2 separate regions of the Oryctolagus cuniculus genome follow, and region 1 is linked to region 2. A link is a contact called in public Hi-C data. All regions are on one chromosome and are shown on one strand. The core of a region is the stretch at or near the end of the contact, and the rest is flanking DNA. Distances in the headings are between cores, read along the strand shown. Region 1 holds the start of TJP2 (tight junction protein 2). Region 2 overlaps TJP2 (tight junction protein 2).

Region 1 (5,676 bases), core at 1,599-4,098, 76 kb after region 2:
AGTAGAAGATGGTCCAAGTCCTTGGGCCCCTGCACCCACATGAGAGACCCAGAAAAAAGCTCCTGGCTTCTGGCTTCAGACTGGTAGAGCTCTGGCCATTGTTGCCAGTTGGAGAGTGAAGCAGCAAATGGAAGACCTCTCTCTGTCTCTCTCTGTGGAACTCTGACTTTCAAATAAATAAATAAATATTTTAAAAATGAAAGTACTGAGGAGCACAGGGGCTGGTAGAGAGTGGAATGGGATATTGACTAGTGGGTACACAGTCTCTATTTGGGATGACGAAAAAGTTCTGGAAATAGGCAGTGGTGATGGTTGCACAACATCATGAATGTACTTAGCGTTACCCAATTGCATATTTTTAGATGGTTAGAATGGTTAAGTTTTGTCTTACATATATTTTTTAACACAATGATTACTATCCAGAAATAAAAAACCTCAAGCCAGTAATTTAACCCAATTTCCACCCTAGAGTGGAGGGCTGTGACCCATGGATCTCGGTGTGTGTGTCCTGGTAGAAAACTGAACAACAGGGGGGCCAGCGCTGTGGCTCAGTGGATGAACCAGCTTCCCGCAACACTGGCAGCTCCTATGAGCACCAGTTAGGAGTCTCAGCTGTTCTGCTTCCAGTCCAGCTCCCTGCTAATACTCCCTGGAAAGGCGGCAGAAGATGGCCATGTACTTGGGCTCCTGCTTGTGCCCTTGAGGTCATCTGAGGAGTGAACCAGCAGGTAGAAGCTCTTTCTGTCTTTGTCTCTCCCTGTCAGTCACCCTGTCTTTCAAAAAATTAAATGAATGTTTAAAAATAAATGTTTAGAGCCAGCGCCACGGCTCAATAGGCTAATCCTCCACCTAGTGGCACCGGCACACCGGGTTCTAGTCCCGGTCGGGGCCCGGATTCTGTCCCTGTTGCCCCTCTTCCAGGCGAGCTCTCTGCTATGTCCCAGGCGTGCAGTGGAGGATGGCCCAAGTGCTTGGGCCCTGCACCCCATGGGAGACCAGGAGAAGCACCTGGCTCCTGGCTTCCGATCAGCGCGGTGCGCCGGCCACAGCACACCAGCCACGGTGGCCATTGGAGGGTGACCAACGGCAAAAGGAAGACCTTTCTCTCTGTCTCTCTCACTATCCACTCTGCCTGTCAAAGAAAAAAAAAAAAGTTTAGAAAAAAAAATAAGACTGGTTGTTGCCAGCATTTGGGGAGTCAAATCAATTGGATGGAAGATCTGTCAGTCTCCTGCCTTTCAATCAAAATTAAAATTAATTCATTTTTCTAAAAGGAAATGTATTGTAAATCTCTTCCTTACACTGGAGGAAACACTTAGCCCTAAGACACGCATACCCCCTCCCCCACCTGCGCCAGCCCCTTTCAAAGGTGTCCCCCAGGGGATCTTGCCTAAGCAGGGCTTGGGGTTGTTGGCATTCTGTATTTCAAAGGCCGCAGACCAAGGCCCCTGCCGCATCGGGCAACAAGGCCCTGGAGCTCCTTAAAGTGTCAGCCTCACCTTCCAGAATCACCCTCCTCACAAGGAAGCAGAGCCCGGGTCTTATCTTCCAAGTGAGCTGGCCAAGGGCTTATCTTCCAACCGCCAATTAGATCAACCTGCTTAGACAGCCTGAGGGAGGAGGCCGGCCCGCGGCGCCCGCCCCCGGGGCCGGTGCGCAGCCCGACTGCGCCAGAGTCGTCCAGAGAGACTCAGCTGCGCACAAAGCCCTCGTAGGAACTTCCAGTCTTCATACCAGGCTCGGAGAATGCCTGGAATTCAGTGGCCCTTCTCCAACCTAAAGATCCTCAACTCGGTTTTCAGCCCTACAGAAGAAACTTGCGCGGCAGCCCAGGCGAACGCACCGCGTCCAAAAGTACAAAGGACACAGAATAAACACATATTGAAAATGCACATACTTTGTGTTTTCTCACGTTCTGCCGCATCCAGGGCACAGACCCCGGCCGTGCGGGGCAGGCAGTGCCGGCAGGCTCGGGAGCATGACGTTTCCATGTCCCGAGGTGGAGACCCAGGCCCGCAGCCCCGGGGGCTCTCAGCTCACCGGCGCCCCCCTCCGCTCGCAGCCACCCAGCGCCCCGGCCCCTGCCCCTGCCCCTGCCCCTCTCTCCCCGCCGTGGGCCGCGCCAACAGAAACCCACGGCCCAGCAGACAACGACCCAGTGTCTACCCCCTGGGAGAGAAGGTGCCAGGCATGCAGGGACAAAGGACGCCCCCCAGGCACCTGCGGCCACCCCAGGTGCGTGGTCATTCCCACTTCCAGGTAGTTTCTCCTAGAACCTCGGCGACGCGCCGCTGCCCCCACGGAAGACAGGGAGGCAAAAACCACGGAGGAAAATAAAGGACAATGCCCCTTGGAAATATCCCCCGAATTCCACAGGTAGATCTGGCCGATGTCACCTCGCATTTAATGGCGCTGTCCCCCTGCCCCACCACCACCAATGCCCGCCCGCACAGCTGATTAAAGCGCCAGCGCGCTCTCGCACCCTCAAATCCCTCCCGGGCAAAAGTGGGGAACGCAGCCGGGGAGCGTCCCGGCGTCGCCCGGGCCGGGAAAGGAGAGAGAGGAGAGGAGTACTCGCCTGGACACGGGTGGCGGCTGCGGCTGGCTGAGTCTGGCGCAGGGCACGGGCGACTCTCGCGGGCGCTCCGCAACGCGGCGCCCGCGGCCGGGCCGGTGTCCCCTGCGCTCCGGGCGCACGTCCCTGGCAGCACCTCGTCGGAGCCGGAGTGCAGGAGGCTGCCCTGGTAACGGGCGGGCGTTAGTGGCCTCCCGCCGCAGCTCCTGGGTATTATTGTGACTCAAGCTATTTCCTGTTTGGAGGTTTCGGGAGAAAGGAAAAAAAAAAAAAAAAAAAAACCTCCTGGGCTGGGTGGGGGCAGGGGGAGGGACGGCGGCTGCCTGCAGGGGAAGGGGGTGGGCGGTGGCTGCCACCTGCTTCCTGGAGACCTGGGCGGTGCCCGGCGCGCCGGCTCACGCAGCTTCGTGCGGCTTGGGGAAGCTCCGAGGGCGCCTCGCTCGCGCCGCCCAGCGGTGGGGCAAAGGCCGCGGCAGCAAGAGTGGCCTTGGGGGCGGGAGGCAGCGCGCCCACTCCCTGTTGCGCGAAACTACAGCTGAGCTGTGTCACTAGTGCGAGAGGAATCGTCCCAGCCCAGGTTTGCCCGCTGGTTCTGTGCGGGCATGAGGGCATGGGAGGGGTCGGCTCAGCCACGCTCCAAGGACCGCGGTGGGAAACGAGTGTAGGCCGTTGCGGGTATCACAGCCGCGGAGGGCCGCTGTTTCTCTTTGGGAGCCGGGCGGGGTTGCGGGGTGAGTGGATGAGAAGCAGGTTAAGGCTGTGGAAAGTGAACTTCTTCACGAGCGGCTTCCGTGCCCCTCCCCCGCCGGCCGCACCCGGAGCCGGGATCTCGGGGTCTGAGGCCCGAATCCGGAAATACCGGTTCCTGGGCTGGGACAATAGGTGAGGGCGGGAGCGCCGGCCAGAGCCTGCTGAGTCACTTCGGGAATCTTGGCTTGGCAGGCCAGGCCGAATCTGGGCGCCCCAGCCCGCACCTGGCCGCCAGGTGCTTCCATCTCACGCAGGTTCTAAGAAGCCCCCAGATATAATGAGGAGCAGTTAGGAGACACAGAGCTTGAATGTGGATTGATGGAAACGAGCTGGAGGTGGATAGCAGTGGTAGTTTCGCAACAATATGCATGTGCTTAATATCACCGAACTGTGCACTTTAGAACGGTCAAAATGGGAAATTTTATGTTGTGTATATTTTACAATAAAAAAAAAAGACACTCCTGCGAGGGATGTCATCATTCATTCACAACAACGTTAAGTAGGACTGCCAAGTTCTCCTTCCCTCCTCCCATGCAAACCTTCCGCGGAAGTAAAGGAATGCACAAAAGTGCTTTCTAGAAAACTCAGTGTGTGCGGCTGCCTTTCAACAAGTTAGCAGGCACTTTACACCTAAGGAACAGGCCAGTGTTAAGAAAGAGGAGCAACTTAGAAACTAAAGAGTTAGCAAAGCCAGGAGCAGTATGCAACCATTCACCTAAGAAAGCAGAAACACTCATGCGTTTGAATTGTTTTAAATGCTGGCTAAATTGGCTGGGTTGGCACAGGAGGGTTAAGCAGCTACTTGGCTGGTAGTGCCAGGTTCATGTCCTGCGTACTCTGCTTTGCCTGGGAAGCAGCAGAGGACAGCCCAAGTACTTAAGGTCCTTCCACGGGGTGGGAGACCACGATGGAGTTTTAGCTCCTGGCTGGCTGTTGAGGACATTTTCAGAGTGACTCCATGGATAGAAGTGCTCTTGCTTGTTCTCTCTGTCACTGCCTTTCAAATAACTTTTTTTTTATAAAGATTTATTTTATTTATTCAAAAAGCAGAGCCACAGAGGAAGAGACAGAGAAAGATCTTCCAACTGCTGGTTCACTCTCCAAATGGCTGCAACAGCACAGGCTGTGCCAAGCCAAGCCAGGAGCCAGGAGTTTCTTCCAGGTCTCCCACCATGGGTGCTGGGGGACCAAGGACCTAAGCCATGCTCCACTGCCCTCCCAGGTGCTTTGGCAGGAGGCTGGATGAGAACTAGAGAATCCAGTACACAAGCCAGTTCCAATGAGTATTTTTTTTTAAAAGGATAAATTGTTGGGGCCAGCACTGTGGCGAAACGGGAAAAGCCGCTGCCTGCAGTACCAGCATCCCATATGGGCTCCGGTTCAAGTCCCTGCTGCTCCACTTCCAATCCAGCTCCCTGCTAATGTGCTTCAGAAAGCAGCAGATGGCCCAAGTCCTTGGGCCCCTTTTCCACGTGGGAGACCCAGATGAAGCTCCTGGCTCCTGGCATTGGCCTGGCCCGGCTCTGCCCATTGCAGCCATCTGGAAGATCTCTGTCTCTCCCTCTCTCTCTTTGTGACTCTGCTTTTCAAGTAAATAAATCTCAAAGGAAAAAAAAATCTAAGGAAAAAATTTTTCAATGTTTTACTCACATTTCTTTGATTTCTTTCAGTACATGGAGTTGGTGTTACTACTACATGTGTTTGGGCTAACTATAATAAACATGAGGGTACTTAAAAGTTTCTGGAAGATGAAATTTAAAAATTATGTTGAAGATTTCTTGAACACGTGGATTTAAAACATTTTTTGAAACAAAGTAAACTTATGTCTTCATTCCATTTCTTCATGAACTTTTTTTTTTTTTGACAGGTAGAGTTATAGACAGAGAGAGAGAGAGAGAGAGAGAGGTCTTCCTTCCATTGGTTCACTCCCCAAATGGCTGCTACAGCCGGAGCTGTGCTGACCCAAAGCCAGGAGCCAGGTACTTCTTCCTGGTCTCCCTTGCGGGTGCAGGGGCCCAAGCACTTGGGCCATCCTCCACTGCCTTCCCGGGCCACAGCAGAGAGCTGGACTGGAAGAGGAGCCACCGGGACTAGAACCCGGAGCCCATATGGGATGCCGGCACCGCAGGCAGAAGATTAACCAAGTGAGCCACGGCGCCGGCCCCATTTCTTCATGAACTTTTGAAATTCCCTTGTATAAACAAATATTTATGTATATAAATATACCTGCAAGTGCACACAAAACACCTACTTTATTTCTTTATCTGAGATGAAATGAACATTTCAAATAAGAGTCAAACTTCTGTTTAATGTATCCAGGTAGACAGAAAGGGACTCTGGCTAGCATTATC
Region 2 (6,138 bases), core at 867-3,366:
CAGCCACCATAGCAAATGCCAGGGCTTTCAAGTGCCATTTTGAGAAGAAAAAAAGAAATGCCACTTATTTTCAGAAACTGTACTGTTTTTCTACTTTAAAGATTCTTTTGGTAATCTTTAAAAATTTTTCCTACAAGGGGGAAAAAATAAAAAGACTGAGCTTCTCATGTAGACATGTGCTGAAAGCTGAGTAAATGACTGTGAACGCACTAACTAGCTTGCAGTAAGAGACAGTAATTTTACAGGAAGCATTCACCTGTAAGATTAAAAAGTGCATGACTTAAAGTGCATATTTACGGTTCCCCAACTCTGATACCGGAACATGCTCTTGCATGGGACACTGGGCATGCAGATGAGTGGCCAGCGCACCTAACGGACACCAACAATGAAAAAACTGGGAGTGGCCAGGTCTCCCCAGAGCACCCTGTGAGGAGGGGAGAGGGCAGCCGACAGGAGACAGGAGAACCTCCCTTACAAATGTGGGAGTCAACACCAAGCTATTAAAGTAGCATACATGCACACCCACAGCCTTATGAATGGTTACAACTTAATAATATAACAGTAGACAGCACTGAGGCACATTATGCCAAAATAGTCAGGCTTCTCCTGTGTGTTTTTCCCTTGCGACAAAACGGAAAGTAATAAAAACCTCCGATGTTTAAGATAGCCTTGTTTCTAAACTTAGAAAAAAGAGTTCATTCTTCGATCTTGGATGCCATTATTATGTAAACTGAGTTAAAGGGACAGTCTTGGCACTGCTTCCTCTCATTGAGAACATAGAAATTCCAGAGACAGATGCCAACTTTTTTTTTTTATTATGAATTCATATTCCTGAGCTCCTCTCAAGAAACCCATACCCGGCTAGTAACAAAAGTTACGGGCAGATATTTTAGTGATCTTAAAGCACCAGCTCCCCCCCCCCCTTTTTTTTTTAAACAGGCAGAGTGGACAGTGAGAGAGAGAGACAGAGAGAAAGGTCTTCCCTTGCTGTTGGTTCACCCTCCAATGGCCGCTGTGGCCGGCGCGCTGCGCTGATCCGAAGGCAGGAGCCAGGTGCTTCCTCCTGGTCTCCCATGGGGTGCAGGGCCCAGGCACTTGGGCCATCCTCCACTGCACTCCCTGGCCACAGCAGACAGCTGGCCTGGAAGAGGGGCAACCGGGACAGAACCTGGCGCCCCGACAGGACTAGAACCCACAGGTGGAGGATTAGCCTATTGAGCCGCAGAGCTGGCCTCAGCTTTCCCCTTTGGGGGAATTTGTGGTTATCTGCAAATCTGCAAAGACCACTGCTGGGATGGATACTCCACTAGGTGGCGCAGGTATGCAGAAGAAAAAGGAGAGAGACTGCCTTTCCCCTTCAAATTGAGTGTTTCAGAGCCGGCGCCGTGGCTCAATAGGCTAATCCTCCACCTTGCGGCGCCGGCACACCGGGTTCTAGTCCCGGTTGGGGCGCCGGATTCTGTCCCGGTTGCCCCTCTTCCAGGCCAGCTCTCTGCTATGGCCAGGGAGTGCAGTGGAGGATGGCCCAGGTGCTTGGGCCCTGCACCCCATGGGAGACCAGGAAAAGCACCTGGCTCCTGGCTCCTGCCAGGATCAGCGCGGTGCGCCGGCTGCAGCGGCGGCCATTGGAGGGTGAACCAACGGCAAAGGAAGACCTTTCTCTCTGCGTCTCTCTCTCTCACTATCCACTCTGCCTGTAAAAAAAAAAAAAAAAAAAAAAAAAAAAAAAAAAAAATTGAGTGTTTCAAAACAAAATTTAGATTAGAAAATGGACTTTAATAATACCAATCAAACCCTTCCACTTCGGCTTTTCTAAGGCAGAGGGTAAGTTTGCAAATGGTGAGAGAAAATTAGACTTTGAAGTTTAGTTAATCAACAAAAACACAAAACATCAGCCACTGGCAAAAGCACACTCTGGGATCACAATGAAGAGAAAGTCAGAAAGGTCTCAACAGAGAGGGAGTGGCCTCTTCAGGGAGATCAGGGAAGGTTATCCTCCCTCCTCCCCCTCCCCGCCCCCGCCCCCCAGGCATGAGGCACACGTGGGACTCAGTGGTGCCAAGCGGGTGGAGGAGCCAGGCCTCCGGGGGATCTTGGTCTCAGCGGATAAGTAAAGTAAGTGACAGGCAGAGGCAGACCCAGGCATGAGTACATCTGCATTTCTGTGTCCAGCTGGAGTAGGCAGGCACACAGGTTAACACTGATTAGGTGAGCTGGAACACCATGCTTTCACCACACCCCTGTGTGACCTCATGCCCTACCTGACCATACCTGGGTGCCCACCTGCCCACTAGACCATGTAACCACTCCCCTTTGGAAAATATTTAAAAGGAGCGCCCCAAAATCACTCTGCCTGTGCTTCGCTACTCATGGTAAGCGGTGGATAGCTGCTCAAAAATGCTTGCTGCACGTGGCTTTTGGCCTGCTTTCTGCTTCATATGAACTCCAACCTAATTTCCAGATTTTCCCTTCTTAGACTGGACTAACGCCCTCACTCTCCTATGCATCTTTCGCACTGAATAAAAGCTTAAAATGTACCATGTTGCCTTGTTCATTTATGCCGGTATTCAGAATTCTTCTCTGAATATTAGGCAAGAACCCACACAGGCTTATTAATATTGGGGATTTATTAATAAGCATACGATGATATCATATGGCACCCCAAATTTTGATCATATATGGCACCCCAGATGGGACTTTGGGGGTCCTTAAGGGGGGCACATTTCATATCATATTTTATGGGGTCAATTCCAATAATACATATGGCAACCACAGAGGGACTTATAACATGTGGGGGGTCAAATTCCGATATCCCAACCACTCAGACACCCGGGGGGTGTGGGTCCCAGGACCACTCTCAAATACACAGATCCATGGTTGCTCAAGTCCCTTATATAAAATGATGTGGTATCAGCATAGAACTTAGGCCAGCATGCTTGAATACGTAACACTTAAAATGATGTAAATGCTGCGTGAAGAGTTGTTACACTATATTGTTCAGAGAAGAAAGATGAGGGGAAAGCACACATCATTGGTACAGACGCAATTTTTGTTTTCAAGTATTTTCAACCCACTCTTGATGGAATCCACAGATGGGAGTGAACTCAGCAGGTAAATAGGTACAACTATAAAGAGGTACAACTATATTGGGAGTCCAAACTCCAGAGTCCCTGAGAAGCAGGGAAGAAACGCAAAGCTGGGTCGATGGCCTGGGCACAATGTTAGTGGAACCCAGGGGTGGGAAGGAGGAGGAGAGCTGGACCCTGGCACTGAATTCATGCAGGAATGAGTGTCCAGGGGCAGCAGGGAGCACAGGACCCCACGAGGTGTCCGGCACTGATCAAGACTCACTTGTTACTGCGAGGCAAGACTTCCACACCAGGGCCAAAGGCAGCTTCACGTGCTGCTCCCGAGGCATGGGGAGGAGTGGCATGGGGCACACAGGAGAAGCGCTGCGGGGTCTTCTGAGGCTCAGGGCGGAGTACAACGCGGTGAGGAGACCCCTGTGCTGGCTCAGGTGTGAGCCTCTGCAGAGAGACTTCCAAGAGGCCCGGGGCAGGACCAGGCACAACGCACAAGGCTTTCTCCAGCCACTCCAGCCCACGAGCAGTTCAAGGCCGAGTTCCCTGAGGAACTCAGGTGCTAAGACTCCCCACTCCCATGCCCCCACTCCATGGGTCCTGTGGGTCTCAAATGAGCAGTATGGAAGGTCTCAGACACTGAAAAGTTCCACACCAAGAAGGATGTTTCCAATGACAACATCAGCCCCCTCCCACAGAGGGCTTCCAGGAGCGGGGTTTGGCCTTGCAGTTAAGACAGCAGGCTGAAACACCCAATCCCCAACCAGAGTGCCTGCATTCCAGTCCCGCTCCAGCTTCTCACTAACGTGCGCCCTATGTGGCAATCGCGACAGCTCCGGCACCTCTGTCCCCAACACCCGCCTGGGAGTCCCAGGTCGAGTCTAGGCTCCTGGCTGTGGTGACTATTTAGGGAATAAACTAGCTTATGGGAGAGTGCTCTCTCTCGCTCTTTCTCTGCCTCTCAAATAAAAAAATTAAGAGGAAAAAAAATCAACAAAAAGGACAATCAATAGTGGTGTAAATGTAATATGCATCATTCAACACATGGGTATCCAGTGTGTCTCGGCCTTTTAAAACAAAGATCTACTGACACAGGACACAGTTCCTACCTGCAAGATGACGTTTGATTCCAAGACACAGCCCAGTACAAGACACAGAAGTGACCATTAACTGAGTCAGGGTGTTAGTCACTTCATAGATGCAGGGAATTCAAAGTTTTCTTGCACCAAAACAAAGTCATCTTTCAACTCCATTTCCCATGGACTTTTCAAAATTCCTTCTTTACCAACCCAAGGCCCTTTGGCTGTGTCTTCTGAACCCAAGGAGATTCATCCATGTCTCTCCTGCTCAACGTTTCTTTACAACTTTGAATCCTCCCGAGCACTTAATGTTTTTAGGCTGAAGTTTAAATAACAAGTTATTTGGGACTGAAATAGTCAACAACCTAGAAACACCACCAAGACTCTGTCCCAAACCTGCAGACGGGAGAAGTAAGAATATCCAAAACTCGGCTGGTGCCACAGCTCACTAGGCTAATCCTCCGCCTTGCGGCGCCGGCACACCGGGTTCTAGTCCCGGTCGGGGCGCCGGATTCTGTCCTGGTTGCCCCTCTTCCAGGCCAGCTCTCTGCTAGGGCCCAGGAGTGCAGTGGAGGATGGCCCAAGTCCTTGGGCCCTGCACCCCATGGGAGACCAGGAGAAGCACCTGGCTCCTGCCTTCGGATCAGTGTGGTGCACCGGCCGCACGGCCGCGACAGCCATTGGAGGGTGAACCAACGGCACCCTCTCTCTCACTGTCCACTCTGCCTGTCAAAAAAAAAAAAAAAAGAATATCCAAAACCCAAACGGCAATGTCTGGCTGCAGAGGACAGATCAGCCACAGCTCTTCTGCATCCCAAAGCAAAACACACCTGGCAGGGCTGGCACTGTGGCGCAGCAGGTTAACGCTCTGGCCTGCAATGCTGGCATCCCATATGGGCGCCAGTTCGAAATGTGGCTGCTCCACTTCCAATCCAGCTCGCTGCTATAGCCTGGGAAAACAGTGGAAGATGGCCCAAATCCTTGGGCCCCTGCACCCACATGGGAAGCCTGGAGGAAACTCCTGGCTCCTGGCTTCGGATCGGCGCAGTTCCGGCCATTGCAGCCAACTGGGGCGTGAACCATCAGATGGAAGACCTCTCTCGCTCTCTCTGCCTCTCCTTTCTCTGTGTAACTCTTTCAAATAAATATATAAATCTTAAAAAAAAAAAAAAAAAAAAAAAACACACACAAACCACCGCACTTGGCTCCAACGTCTCCCCACACACACTGTACCACTCACCCTCTAAGTGCCCAAGCAGCCCCTGTTAGATGACTGCCTCCCTACACTACACCAGATGCAGACCGGCCCCTCAATGTACAGGCCAAGCCCTTTTTGCCTTTTGCTTTCCCAGAGCCAAGAGGGACCTCAGACAGCGGCATCCACCAAACTGGCATCTTTTCCCAAACCAGGACCCCATTATCCATCCTCTACAGAACAGGCTAGAAGCCAGGCACTGGAGTCTGGCTTCAGGAGGTCTTTGGCAAGAGTGAGCAAGCCTTTCCCTAGACAGCCTGACAGTAAGTATCTGAGGCTCACCAGGCCAACAGGCCGATCCAGGATATGACATACCTTACCCACAGGAGACACGCCCAAGACTCCCAGTCATGCCTGAAACTGCAGAGAGCGCCAAGCTCTATGTCTGCTGTGTGGTTTTTGAAAACATATTTGGGCCGGCGCCACGCCTCACTAGGCTAATCCTCCACCTTGCGGTGCCGGCACACCGGGTTCTAGTCCCGGTCGGGGCGCCGGATTCTGTCCCAGTTGCCCCTCTCCCAGGTCAGCTCTCTGCTGTGGCCAGGGAGTGGTGCAGTGGAGGATGTCCCAAGTGCTTGGACCCTGCACCCCATGGGAGACCAGGAGAAGCACCTGGCTCCTGCCATTGGATCAGCGTGGTGCGCCGGCCACAGCGCGCCGGCCGCGGCGGCCATTGGAGGGTGAACCAATGGCAAAGGAAGACATTTCTCTCTGTCTCTCTCTC

What was found. A called contact is a pair of places that touch in the nucleus more often than the background predicts.
Region 1: a Hi-C map of psoas muscle shows a contact between it and region 2, with 2.5 times the contacts expected there. The contact joins the promoter of TJP2 here to the enhancer-like site in region 2. A contact is called at or near these places in 3 of 6 Hi-C or Micro-C datasets (ear pinna, psoas muscle and an unstated tissue).

The regions. Positions count from the first base shown.
Region 1 is chr1:161,308,050-161,313,725 of mOryCun1.1, forward strand. It overlaps TJP2 (tight junction protein 2), which reads right to left and starts at 2,849. Exons shown (of 24, transcript XM_051846396.2): 1 at 2,579-2,849.
Region 2 is chr1:161,232,320-161,238,457 of mOryCun1.1, forward strand. All of the region lies in intron 2 of TJP2 (tight junction protein 2), which reads right to left. Among named protein-coding and RNA genes, the nearest start is that of TJP2, 76 kb to the right of the region's middle. Within about 2 kb of position 2,117, at least 1 of the 8 cell types and tissues checked has an H3K27ac peak or open chromatin away from gene starts, as enhancers often do.